Linked DNA regions of Pan troglodytes: region 1 is linked to region 2. The links are chromatin contacts, called in public Hi-C maps. All regions are on one chromosome and are shown on one strand. The core of a region is the stretch at or near the end of the contact, and the rest is flanking DNA. Distances in the headings are between cores, read along the strand shown.

Evidence for each region. A called contact is a pair of places that touch in the nucleus more often than the background predicts.
Region 1: a contact with region 2 is called in a Hi-C map of stem cell-derived neural progenitor cells, with 3 times the contacts expected there. The contact joins the promoter of DAPK1 here to the enhancer-like site in region 2. A contact is called at or near these places in 1 of 7 Hi-C or Micro-C datasets (stem cell-derived neural progenitor cells) and 1 of 1 datasets of contacts at active chromatin or transcription factors (stem cell-derived excitatory neurons).

Annotation. Positions count from the first base shown.
Region 1 is chr11:50,920,934-50,926,982 of NHGRI_mPanTro3-v2.0_pri, forward strand. DAPK1 (death associated protein kinase 1) reads right to left here and starts at 2,348. Exons shown (of 27, transcript XM_016961086.3): 1 at 2,139-2,348; 2 at 800-969. The coding sequence starts at 861.
Region 2 is chr11:50,773,178-50,779,439 of NHGRI_mPanTro3-v2.0_pri, forward strand. DAPK1 (death associated protein kinase 1) reads right to left here. Exons shown (of 27, transcript XM_016961086.3): 10 at 5,751-5,840; 11 at 4,345-4,437; 12 at 1,779-1,898; 13 at 1,234-1,332; 14 at 390-488. Among named protein-coding and RNA genes, the nearest start is that of CTSL, 77 kb to the left of the region's middle. Within about 2 kb of position 3,389, at least 3 of the 24 cell types and tissues checked have an H3K27ac peak or open chromatin away from gene starts, as enhancers often do. A contact at or near this core is called in stem cell-derived neural progenitor cells, where this site is marked.

The DNA.
Region 1 (6,049 bases), core at 1,098-3,597, 150 kb after region 2:
TGTATGAAAACTAGGTTTTCTACTAAAGTTGACCAGAGCCCAAAACACTCTGTCTAATACACAGTCAAAGGAAACAGCAATCAGCCCTTAGATGCCCCGAAAGAAACCACTCTTTGTTTACCTAGAAACTGAAAGATTTTACACTGAGAATCACAGCTGCTACAGCAATGGAGGTATGCTCTGAATCCAGATAGCCATATTAGACTCTCATTGATTTGTTAAAAATTTAACATTGTAAATGAAACCAAAGCAACCACCAACACCAACCAGCTAATTAAATTCCTTGTTGCAAGAAGTTTCAAAATCCAAGCCCAATGTCAACATCTGGCAAGTCTCCATTTACCACCTACCAATACTTGCTCAAATTACACTGAAAATTTAGATAGAGGGTAAAGTACTAAGATTTTTAAAACCTATTAATTAGTTTGTACCCTCCGTTTAAATCACACATAAAAGCTAACTCCAATTGCAATTATAATCTTAGTGTTTGTCCTGTTGTCACAGAAGGGCAAGGGCTGACAAGAGTTAGCACGGACAATTAAATCTGATTTTGTCCAGGGGACTTGATCAATATACTGTGCATCATAATCTAGCCCTGAACTGCTGCCTCTCCTCCACCCCCAGGCCCTTGGACCAGGCGGTTTACCGCTGGGTTAGTAACTCTTTTCTCTATGATTTGCGCATCTCCAGAAAGGGCGAGGGAGACGCCTGATTCAAACTGCATTTGTTTACCACCCAATGGCCCCATCGTTATGCATTTCCACAATCCAGGAGGGTACGCTTCTGGCACCCCCTTTACCTGCCAAGTTCCTCGCCGGTGTCGTAGTAATCATCCACGTTTTCCTGCCTGAACACGGTCATGATAAACTGTCACGCCTCACCAAAGCCCAGGGCACTTCAGCTCCGCTTCCCAGACCATCACCACCGCTCCTGCGCCTCCGTAGCCCCCTCATGCATCAGTCTCCAGTCCTTTTGAAAAAAAAAAAAAGGCAATAATAATAGTAAAATGGCAACCCCAAAAGGAAGTAGACCTCCCCGGCGCTAAGACCCCGCTCGCTGAAGACCGGGTCTCCGGAGCTGCCCCTCCTCGCGGGGTGGAGAGGAGCACCCTTTGTTAAAGCTGGGCGGCCAGGGACGCCCCCGACCCCTCAGCCCCACGCGCGCGCGTGGGGCCGGGCACCACGGCACCCCGAGGTCGGCGTCCCCAAACGCTGGGCGGTCTGTTGGGATCAGAACCGGCTCCGGAAGTGACTGGCCTCCCCGCCTCCCCTTTCTCTGCACACATACCCACCCAGCTTTCCCACCTCCAGGGACGCCGCGGAAGAATGAAGCCCTCGCCCAGACGGTACGCGCCTCACTGGGAGCAATCTCTCTCCAGCCTGCGGCAACGGTGGCACCCCTAACACCGTGGCCACCGTCTCCCCTTCCCCGAGCGAGGCAGTCCCCAGAGCCACATTCCTGGCGACTCCCTCTCCGTTACCCGGCCGACCCGGCGTGCGGCCGCCCGGGGGAGCAAGGGAGGGAAGGGAGCGGCCCACCGAGGCGCGGCAGTCCGCTCCAGATCCCCGCGCCCCGACACAAAGCGCCTGGTCGGGCCGGCGCCACCTGTTCTCACCCGGCCCGCGGGGCTGGGGAAGCCTCCCGGCTGCGATCGCACTTCTCCCCGAAGCCAAGTTTCCCTCCGCCTTGGCCTTCCCAGTTGCTCGAGGCACTGCCCGGACAAACCTCACCGCGCCCTGGCTGGGAAAGCAAAAGCTGGCGCCGGGGGTCGGGGGGACCGGGGAGCCGCGCCTCGCTACTCACCCGGGCGCCTGGGAGCTCCCCCGGTCCCTCCGGAGCGCTGTCGGAGGCCGACCATAGGCGCCAGCGCCGGAGACCAGCCGGGGCGGCGGCGGGAACACAGCTAGGGAGAGAGTAGGGGGCGCAAATCCCTCCCAGGCGCCGGCTCCAGACCCTGCCGCTGCGAGTTGCGGAGTCCCCTCCGCGGAGGGAACAAAGTCCCCGGCGTTGGCTCGGCCCGGCTGTCCTGCTCAGACTCCGAAGCAGCCTCTCGGCTCCTTGCCGCCTTTTGGGCGGAGGGCGGCCGGCAGGCGGCCAATGGGGACCCTGCAAGCGGGCTGGCGGCGCGGCCCACCCACCTCCGAGCTGCCCTGCCAGGACGGCGCTGCGGGTTCTGCGCGGCGCTCGCTGCTCCTCCCAGCTCCGCGCTGCGGGCTCGCTGGCGCGCTCTACCGCGCACACCCCGCACACACCCACTCGCCCCACACCCACGCCGGCCGGGGAGCCAGTGCGTCCGCCCGGAACGCGGGCGCCCCACCTGTGACACATTGCTAAGCTACCCTCTGACTGGGTTCTAGGGAAACACGGTTCTTTCGTCCCGAGATGTGTACTGGGATCCCAGCTTGTGCCGGGCACGGTGCTTGGTATGGGAAAATCACATAGAACAAAACAGATTTTTTTAAATCCCTGCCTTCCGGAAACCTGCATTCTGGTGGGACAGATAGATAATAAATATGTAAGCTAATTAATAAGGTAATTTAGGAGGATCAGTCCTACGTTTACCACGAAACAGGTTAATAGAATAGAGAATGGCAGGAAGGGAGCATACCTCATTAGACTGGGTTCCTCTGCCGGACTGGTGTTGGAGCCGAGGTTTGAAGGCAAGAAGGTTTGCAATCCGAAGAAAGGGTTGAGGTCTCCGAGACCCAAAGAAGCAACAGAGACGCAGAGTTTATTTGCACTATCCCATATGCTATTGGCTATTGTTGAGCTGAAATGTAGCTAGTCCCAAATTAATTGTGCTGTAAGTGTAAAATACACATTAGAGTCCAAGACAGTATGGATATGAGAATGAAAAATATCTCACGAATATTTTTATATTCATTACACTTTCAAATGATAGTATTTTGGATACGTTGGGTTAAACAAAATATATTATTAAAATTAATTTCACCTGTTTACTTTCTTTTTTTTGAGACGGAGTCTCACTCTGTCGCCAGGCTGGAGTGTAGTGGCGCGTGGCAACCTCCACCTCCAGGGTTCAAGCGATTCTACTGCCTCAGCCTCCCCAGTAGCTAGGACTACAGTCGCACGTCACCATGCCCAGCTAATTTTTGTATTTTTAGTAGAGACGGGGTTTCACCGTGTCGACCAGGATGGTCTCCATCTCTTGACCTCGTGATCCGCCCGCCTCGGCCTCCCAAAGTGCTGGGATTACAGGCGTGAGCCACCGCGCCCGGCCTCACCTGTTTACTTTTTAAAAGGTGGCCACTAGAAAATATAACAGTACCTATGTTGCTTGCATGAGATTTCTGAGGACTGTGCTGGTCTACACAAAGATCCCATATCCACTGGAGACCTCTATCCAGTTTCTCTACTTCCCACCCCTTGCTCCCACCTAATGTTTGGGTGGGGACGAAGAAGGGTTGATTCCCCACATCCCACTGCTGGAGAACCCCAAACGGTGAAAAGCTCCGAAAGGGAAATCTATTTTACTGCCTAGAATGATGAAAACTGACAGATGAAGAGATTTCCTATCCATACCGTTGTTCAAATCCCCAGGCTTTCTAAACTGAGTTGGTTCAAATCTCTGTGGTTCAACAGAAATTTTCAACTGTGAAGATTTTGGCCTCTTGAAAACAAGGCAAAACAAAACAAAAGAATACCCCTCAGGCCTTATGTCAAATCCTAGTCTTTTTTTTTTTTTTTTTTTTTTTTTTTTTTTTGAGACGGGTTTTCGCTCTTGTGGCCCAGACTGGAGTGCAGTTGTGAAATCTTGGCTCACTGCAAACTCCGCCTCCCGGGTTCAAGCGATTCTCCTGCCTCAGGCTACCCAGTAGCTGGGATTACAGGCATGTGACTATGCCCGGCTAATTTTGTATTTTTAGTAGAGACGTGGTTTCACCATGTTGGTCAGGCTGGTCTTGAACTCCTGACCTCAGGTGACCCTCCCTGCTCGGCCTCCCAAAATGCTGGGATTACAGGCGTGAGCCACTGCGCCCAGCCAAATCCTAGTCTTAAATAACATTGCATTAATGACCCACAGGAAGGGCACACAGGAATCAAGGGGAAGTCCCCAAATTGGGAGACGGTATTAGCTTAAGCAGTGGGCTTGATAATACAAAAGGGTCTTGAGAGGTGAGAAATACAGTCAAAAATAACAACAACAAAAAAAGAGTGATTCGTCTGGGAAAATGCAAATGAATACATCTGTTGGGAGAAAAAATTTAAAACACAGATGTTTGGGATAAACTTGGAAGGTGTTTATGGATGACTGCCATATGGGTAATATTTATTTTCTGCAAAATAAAAAATATATTTTCCGAGGCAATTAAAAGGATTGAATCTATTTGGCAGCTAGAATGTCTTAACTACCCTAATGGACAATGATGTTCACCGGAGATTATCTGGAGTAGTGAAAAAGAGCATGAAATTTGGAGTCACAAAATTAGATCTAGTATTGGTGGAACCATTTAACAGCTTAATAACCTTGGATGAGTCACTAACCCCTGAGCTTTATGTGTACACCAATTTAGACAAGCATTTTAGAAAGGGGAAATGTGGTCATTTAAAAACATATTCACAAATTCTTTGACACTCCCCCAATCAAGAGGTGGAGTCTAATTCCCCTCTCAATAAATATGCACCAACCCTATCTGCTTGCTTCTAAGAAAAGGTAGTGGCAGTGGCACAGTGTAATTTATTTCCAAGGTTAGGTCATAAGGCATTAGAGCTTCTGCCTGCTTGCTTCTCTTTCTCTCTCTCTCTCTCTCTCTCACTTTCCCTGCCTCCCTCTCCCCCTCCACCCACTCTAAAGCCTTCAGCTGTCATGATTACCCTAGGGCTGCCATGTAGAGACATGTGACAAGACCACAGAAAGAACGAGAGATGCCCAGAGAAGCCAGCTGTCCAGCCCCACTCTCACTCCCAGTTGTTTATATCTTCCAATTCAAGTTCTGTGAGCAAAATCAATGACTTTTAACGTTTTAAGTCATTATTTCAGAGTGGTTTGTTATGTAGCAATAGATTATCTTCTTAAAAAGAAAAATTAAGAAAACTTATCTCTTAACACATACCAGGTTCCAGAGAGATGAAATAATTCTCTCAATTAATCTTTAAATAAATTAGCGGGGTTTTTATTTAATAAATAAATAAATAAGTGGTTATTTCCACTTTATATGTAAACGTCTCAGTTTCATCACCTGTGAAATGAAGATGATTATAGACTCTTACATATTCCTTGGGTTTATTGGGAGAATCTAAAGAGATAATGCATGAAACAGGACTTTGTACGTTATAAAATACACCAGAATGTTGGATATTTTATTTTCTATCATGTCCCTAGCAAAAAGGACTCAGAGAGGCATCTCACACATAGAAGGCAACAATATAAGAAGCCAGAAATTATGAGATGCCAGTTGAGAAGGACTGCTATAAAAATAATTATGATATGGACTATGGATTATAATAATCATGGTGATAATATTTTAAACAAACCCGACTGTAGATTTTAGAACATTATTTTACAGTCGTATTAGGGTAAAATAACCATTGCTATAAGACCCAACAAATCCCAGAGGTTTAACACATTAAAAATGTGTTACTTGCTCTCAGCACAAAGGTTTGCAGGGCATAAGCAGAGATCAGCTCCACAGTAGTCATTCAGAAACCCAGGTTTCTGCCATCTAATGAATCCATGCTCCTCCAGCGTAAGTTCCTCAGTTGATCCTTTCCATCTTTTGGCTGATGAGAGAAGAGATAATACAGGGAGGATTGCACTGAAGGTTTATGTAGGAGGTCAGATTTGAAGTCTGAGACAATCATTTTCTGGCAAGATGTTCTCAGCTCAAAGTGGACCATATTATCTCATTTCCACCTTTTGGTTGCTCTTTTGTGACATGGCTTTGGTTTTATCAAGGGCTAATATTTTTAAGAATGTTTCGCACTTTGGGAGGCCGAGGCGGGCAGATCACGAGGTCAGGAGATCGAGACCATCCTAGCTAACACGGTGAAACCCCGTTTCTACTAAAAATACAAAAAATTAGCCAGG
Region 2 (6,262 bases), core at 2,139-4,638:
GTCAGGTCAGCACTGTCAGCCACTTCAAAGAAGAAGAGAATAGGAGAGATCCGCTTAAAAGCACAAGGTTGAGTCAGGAAGAAAATCGAATCGAGACCGAGGTCTCTCTCTGGTTGTCTGTACTAGAACTTTGAGGTTTTTATGTTATGGGGATTATAATTCAATGCGTGCGTATTATGGCAACTACCTGAAAGATTTTGACTTAAGGCTGATTTCAGTATTAGACCAAACCACGGGCAACAAGACATTTCCAACTTAAATGTTCTGCAGGTGAATTCTGGTCCTGATTCCTTTCCTTTGGGTCCCGATGCACATGGTAGGCCAGCACTCACACTCACATGCATCCATTTACTACCTCCTCATGTTCCTCCTAAGAGAAGTGGCCTTACCTTGTCTTTCACATCCAAAGGGCATTTGTTCTCACTGAGAAATTTCAAGGTATCGACGTGGCCATGCCGAGCAGCCCAGTAGACGGCATTGGACCCACCCTGCAGGAAAATCAACCTGGGGTCACATTTCTAGGGAGCTGACAGCACCAGACGCATGCATTCCTCAGACTCACTGTTATTTCCCTTCCTGTGTGATGACAAACCCCAGAGGAGCAACTTCCCAGAGGAATAAAACCCTCATTCTATTTTACACCTTTGACAAATGTACCGTGGTTATACTAGATGCTAGCATTAGGGGCACCTGGGTGAAGCAAATAATGGAACTCTCTGTACCACTTTTCCAACTTTTTTTTGTAAATAAAAAATGATTTCAAAATAAACAATTGCTTATAAACAATTATTTTATGTTTGTAAACCCTCATCTCCCCGCTCTGGTTAGGATTCCCTTACTGCAGAGGGCCAGATCTACTCCACTTACAGCTCTGCTGACGTCTGCAGAAGCAGGCAAACACATTTCTGATGAGAATAATTAGATAATAAAACTTTTTCATGTGTGACATCTAACATTGTTGAGTAAATGTGATCGGTAAGAAGTAAAATCTGGGTAGTGTACAAAGAAATGCTGATGTCAAGCAGCAGCGCCAAGGGGAGGATAAATGATAAATGTTTGCCTCTTTAACCCATGTGTCAGGCTGTACCAAGCTGTTTAAAAGCAGCTCATCTTCCTTTACAGGAAACTGAGAAACAAGTTAGGACATAAATTTTTTTCCTCTGTTACCCCTATGATTAAGATACACTTGAAAATACTTTAAAATTCAATTCATTTCAATAAAACAATTATGACCTTATCCTGGACATCGATTCTTGAGCCTCTTTTAATGAGCAACTGTAGTATTTGAATATTCCCACAGCCAGCAGCAATGAGTAATGGAGGTGTCCCGTGCTAGAAAAGGCAAGAAAAAAATTACTAATTTTCAGGTTTGGTAGGAAAGGAAAAGCCCAAACAATGATTGCTGTTCCCACACACCTTCCCCTGTCTCCACAGACATAGAGCTACCACTGCGTGGCAGGAAGAGAAGACAGGTGGAAGGGTATAAAACCTTTCCTTCCCCTTTCAGATTCTCATCATCGGGGACATTTTCATTAGCAGGATGAGAAGATCTAAAATTTCATGGGTAGAGATACAATACGTGAATGAAGGAAGGTCCTCAATGCACAAAGACCTTATTTGTAACTCAAATCACTTTCTAAACAGAAGTGATTTTCCCCACAGTATGGAGCTTCCAGTTGGAAGGGAGAATGGAGAAGCAGATGGGGTCTTTCCTTGGATATGGAAGGGCAAGGTCACTGTGACCCACCCCTCCAGTATGCGGCAGAACAGAACCAGACCTTGTTGGGTTGGTTAACATCATAGTTGGATAATGAGCCCAGAAGGTGCTGCAGGCCTGGGACGTTGTCATCGTTGATGGCATGGATGATGGCTTTCATCACAAAGGAGTCTTCCTCATCCTTGAGAGAGACAGCCAAGATGGAAACAGAGTTACATTGCTAGCCATGCTTTTCTTACCAACATAAAAGAAACCTGTGCTCACTTGTTAACAGGGGCATTCAGAGGAAAGTAAGCCATTTACTCCCCAAATCCATACAGTCACGGAGGGACCTAGGAAGGAATTTTTGCTCCTTCCATGTTGCAAACAAACACTATCTACTCTTTATCTGGGCTTTAATGTCACCTGCAGTATAGCCCAGAGACACAATGTCCAAGATCCAGATTTCAAATAATGATGATAAGTAACCCTTTGTGTTTATCTTAAGAATCTGTCAAAACATAGTTCCTAAAACCACTGTGAAAATTTTTAGGTATAACACAGACTCTCTTCCTGGATAAGGAAAAAGAAAAGCCTATTGCAGCAAAGAAATGATGCCTTTGAATAAGATATTCTCAATTTGCAATTTTTCCAATTACAGAATTGTTTTCTGATCACTTGAATTTCTTCCATTGCTAGGTATAGAATAACATGGCAAAAATCTCTGAAAGCTGGTCCCAATTATAAAAAATAGAAAAATAAAAATTAAAACAATAGGCTCTAAATAAAGAAAATAAAGGCTAGAAATCAGAAAACTGATGCATTTCTAATTACAAAGGAAAAATAACTGAAGAGTAGTGAACAAAAACTGGAAAAATCTTTGCCACTCTTTCAAAATTCACATTAAAACTAAGGAATTAGCTAGAAAAATCCTAAACAAAATTTCTGAACTTATGAACATAGAATTATGACCACTGGAATTTCAAATCTGGAAAAGTTAATCTACAGAGGCTGAATCTCTGCTTGTGGGGGAGAATGGAGAAAGCATTTCTCTCCATCTGCTTTCTCTTCCCTATAGATCTGAATCCAAACACTTTTCATGCGGGTTTTAGTAGTATTTGTATAAAATGCATGTTTAAGAATGCCACTGGTTTTGCTTTTCTATCACAATTGAAGTCAGTGACTAAGAGGCGTTTACATGAAAGTGCAAGTCAAGAGAAATGGGGAAAACAGAAGGAATAAAGCAGATTGTTATGACTCATCCCCATGATTAGAATATGGAAATAAGGGAATCTGACTTCTGGGAGGGGATCTTTCCACTTGGAGCTCCTACAAGACCCTTGGTCCCTCTCCTACCCTAAACCTTTCACTGTGACACATGTATTGTCTCCCAGTTGAATATTCAGTGATTTCAATTTGCAATCTTTAATCATTCTCATTATCTTACCTAGAGTCACAGTTTTTATCTTTTCACTGGTTGTGCAGCCACCCTCTAACAATTCCCAAACAAAGCCTCCTCTTCTCTCTCTTCTCACCCTGAACTGCTTCTCTTTTGTTTTTTCAAACATCTCCAATCCCATTTCACTCCACAAGGCTAGATGTGAAGCCTCAGTGAAGCTACTAACTTAAGGAGAAAAAAGGGGAGCTGGTGTTTGCAGTTCCCACCCTGAAGTACTTGGCTCCACCGGGAAAATGCTGACTATTCAGTTAAAGGGGCAGGGTAGTTCCCGCAGGACGACCGTGGCTGCCTTGTCTGGAGTCCCCTTCACCTCCTGACTTAACAAAGCCCCGTTGTTTGATTGTCAGGGGAAAGTCTTGTTGAATTCGGATGCTTCCACTCATATCTGAAGAGCTTATCTGTGATTAGGTTTCAGTTTGGATTAGAGGAGAAAATAAAGAAAATAAAGGCTAGAAATTTGAAAATAAATGCATTTCTAATTACAAAGGAAAAATAACTAGAGAGTACTGAACAACAAATTTGATAAATCTTTGCCACTTTGTCAAAGTTCACATTAAAACTAAGAAAGTTGGAGTTACATTCAAGGGCCTTGGGCAGTCAACACCAGGGCAGTCAGGCAAGCAGGTTTGGCCTTCTGGTCTGCTAGGAGACACAATCAGTAAGCAGCACTGCATTCTCCCTGATTCTCTGGTGCGGGTGTGTGGGAAAGGAGTGGCAGCTGTCTGTCCCTTCTGTGCTACTGTTAACCAAGATTCTTCTATGTCAGTGGCTACAGTTCACGCAGATTAGGACAAGCTCTTTTCTCTTCTGCTGGCTAGCCTCTCTTTTACCAAAATATCAGTGCGTGTGTCTCTATGTGTGTGCATTTGCTGTGCGTGTGTGTGTGTGTGTGTGTGTGTGTGTGTGTTGGGGGGGGTAGTCCGTGCTTATGTTTGCATCAAGGTGGAGGGTAGTGTTAGAGGTATGAGGCTATGACGGGGGACAGCACCATCCAAATCAAAGAGAAAAAAAGAGGAAAGAAGCAAGAGGGTGCATCAATCAGCACCCCCAAACCCCTCCGAGGGGATCAAGAATAAGCTTGCCATTTCCACAACTTCAGGTTCCTGGGAGGTTGAACGAATAGAACAGCTTGGTCATTCTGAGTACCCAGTGCTGAGAAAGGAGCACCAGGGCACACGGGTTTGCTTACCAGAGTATCATCACTTCTGGCCACACTCATGTTACTTCTGGACAGGAATGACCTGGATAATCTTTGGCACAGTGATATCAAGCGAACGGATTGCTTTTTTAAAAAAAAAAAAAAAAGGGAGGGCGGGGAGAAAAAAGGTAGGGTGAGAGGAGGAGAGACAGCTTATGTAACAATTGTCAAATGAGTACAAACGACAAAGCCTGCGAGATCGTGTTCATTGCTATCAGCACACACTCTCCCAGGGTGGGCAATCCTACAGCAGACTGGGTTGTATTTGCTTAAAGAATAATTTTAAAGGTCTTGTAAATCAAGACAACAGGATATAGAGATTCTCCTTCCATGTTTCATTATTGAACTACAGAGCTGGACACCCCACATCCTTTCTCTCTCTATATTTTCTTCTCTGCTGTTTGGAGAAGGTGATCTGACCCTTGCAGGTCGCCCCTCAGAGAAGCACAGACTGCAGGGGCCTTGCTCTGTGTCCTTTGTGCCACATAAGCAGTGATGGTAGACAATATGATAACCAAAACGCAACAGCTGTTGGAAGTGAACAGCTGGGGGACCTCTTAGTCTATAGAACAAACATCTCTGCATTTACTCTTTCAGGCAAAAGTACAGTTAAAGAATGAGAGCGAGAAAGAGAAATGGTTGCTCTCTCTCTATTTTAAGCCTAATTCTAAGGACTTTTGAGAATCTAGTGCTGTGGTCTTCCTCATCCCTACCATGGCACCCCAAAACTGGTAGGTGTGAAAACGACGTACATTTCTGGCCCTGAGCTGGGAAGACACGGTAGGTACCCACTTCCTCTAGGTTTGACATGACCCTGGGCACAGGAAACCATCCCATCACCTTCTTAGCCCTGAAGTGTGACTTGTTCCAGGAGGTCTGCAATGCCTTCAGAGCTATGTCCCACCCAGCCCCTGTGGAGGCCATCCACACTGAGGAAGGAGAACAGGCCACCCTGCAAATGCTCACGGCCCCACCCCACCCCCACTCCAACCACTCACAGACAAAGGCTGGGCTGAGAGACCCACTTACCCAAGGTACAGCACAAATGTAATCTCATGCTGCTTACCACAAAGAATGAATTTATTTAAAATGTGGCTTGTAGTATTAGAAAAAAATTTCACTATAATTTTACAGTGCTGCTATAAAAATTTGCACTGAGAATAGTTTTGATGAAAACAACACAAAATTACATTTAATGGTATCAGTTAAAGTGACTAAAATATTGTTTTTGCTTGTTTTTGAAAATAGAGTAATGGTGCAGAAGACTACAGGGTGGATTGAAAAGAGGAAAGGATGTATCTTCCATATTACCAGTATCAGAGGAGAGGGACCCTGACCACACACTACTCTACACAGGAAACAGAATTTGTTAATCCCTCCACAACAAACAATCTTACTTTCCATTTTTTCCGGGCTGCAAACTTCTTGAATTTCTCCATGTTTACTGCGGATGCTTTTCTACTAAGTGCCTGTTGTGTATCTTTAGGCTAAAATAAAAATCCAAGAAAAAAAAATTAAAGCTCTCAAATTATGAAAATGTGTTATATGACAATTTTTTGAAACATCTCCTTATTCAGGATGCTTACACATTCACCTTATTAAATTAGCATAAGAAGTTGGGATAACATGGAATACCTAGGCACCTAGTCTTAGCGGGCTCACTCTTCTATCTAAGGGTTTTGTATCATCCATGAACACTGGGGAGAAGTAGAGCTTGGGGTCAAACTAAATCACGACTTTCCACACTGATAGTTTGGGAATGGCAATATTCATGGTGAGGCTATGTTATGAGGCATTCGAACTTGGGTATCATCAAGTAATGTAGAGCTGAGAGGGATCTCAGAGGTCAGCAAAGTTAGTTTGGCCTATAGCAGGAGAATTCCTTGTATTGTATCTTTTTCAGTAGATG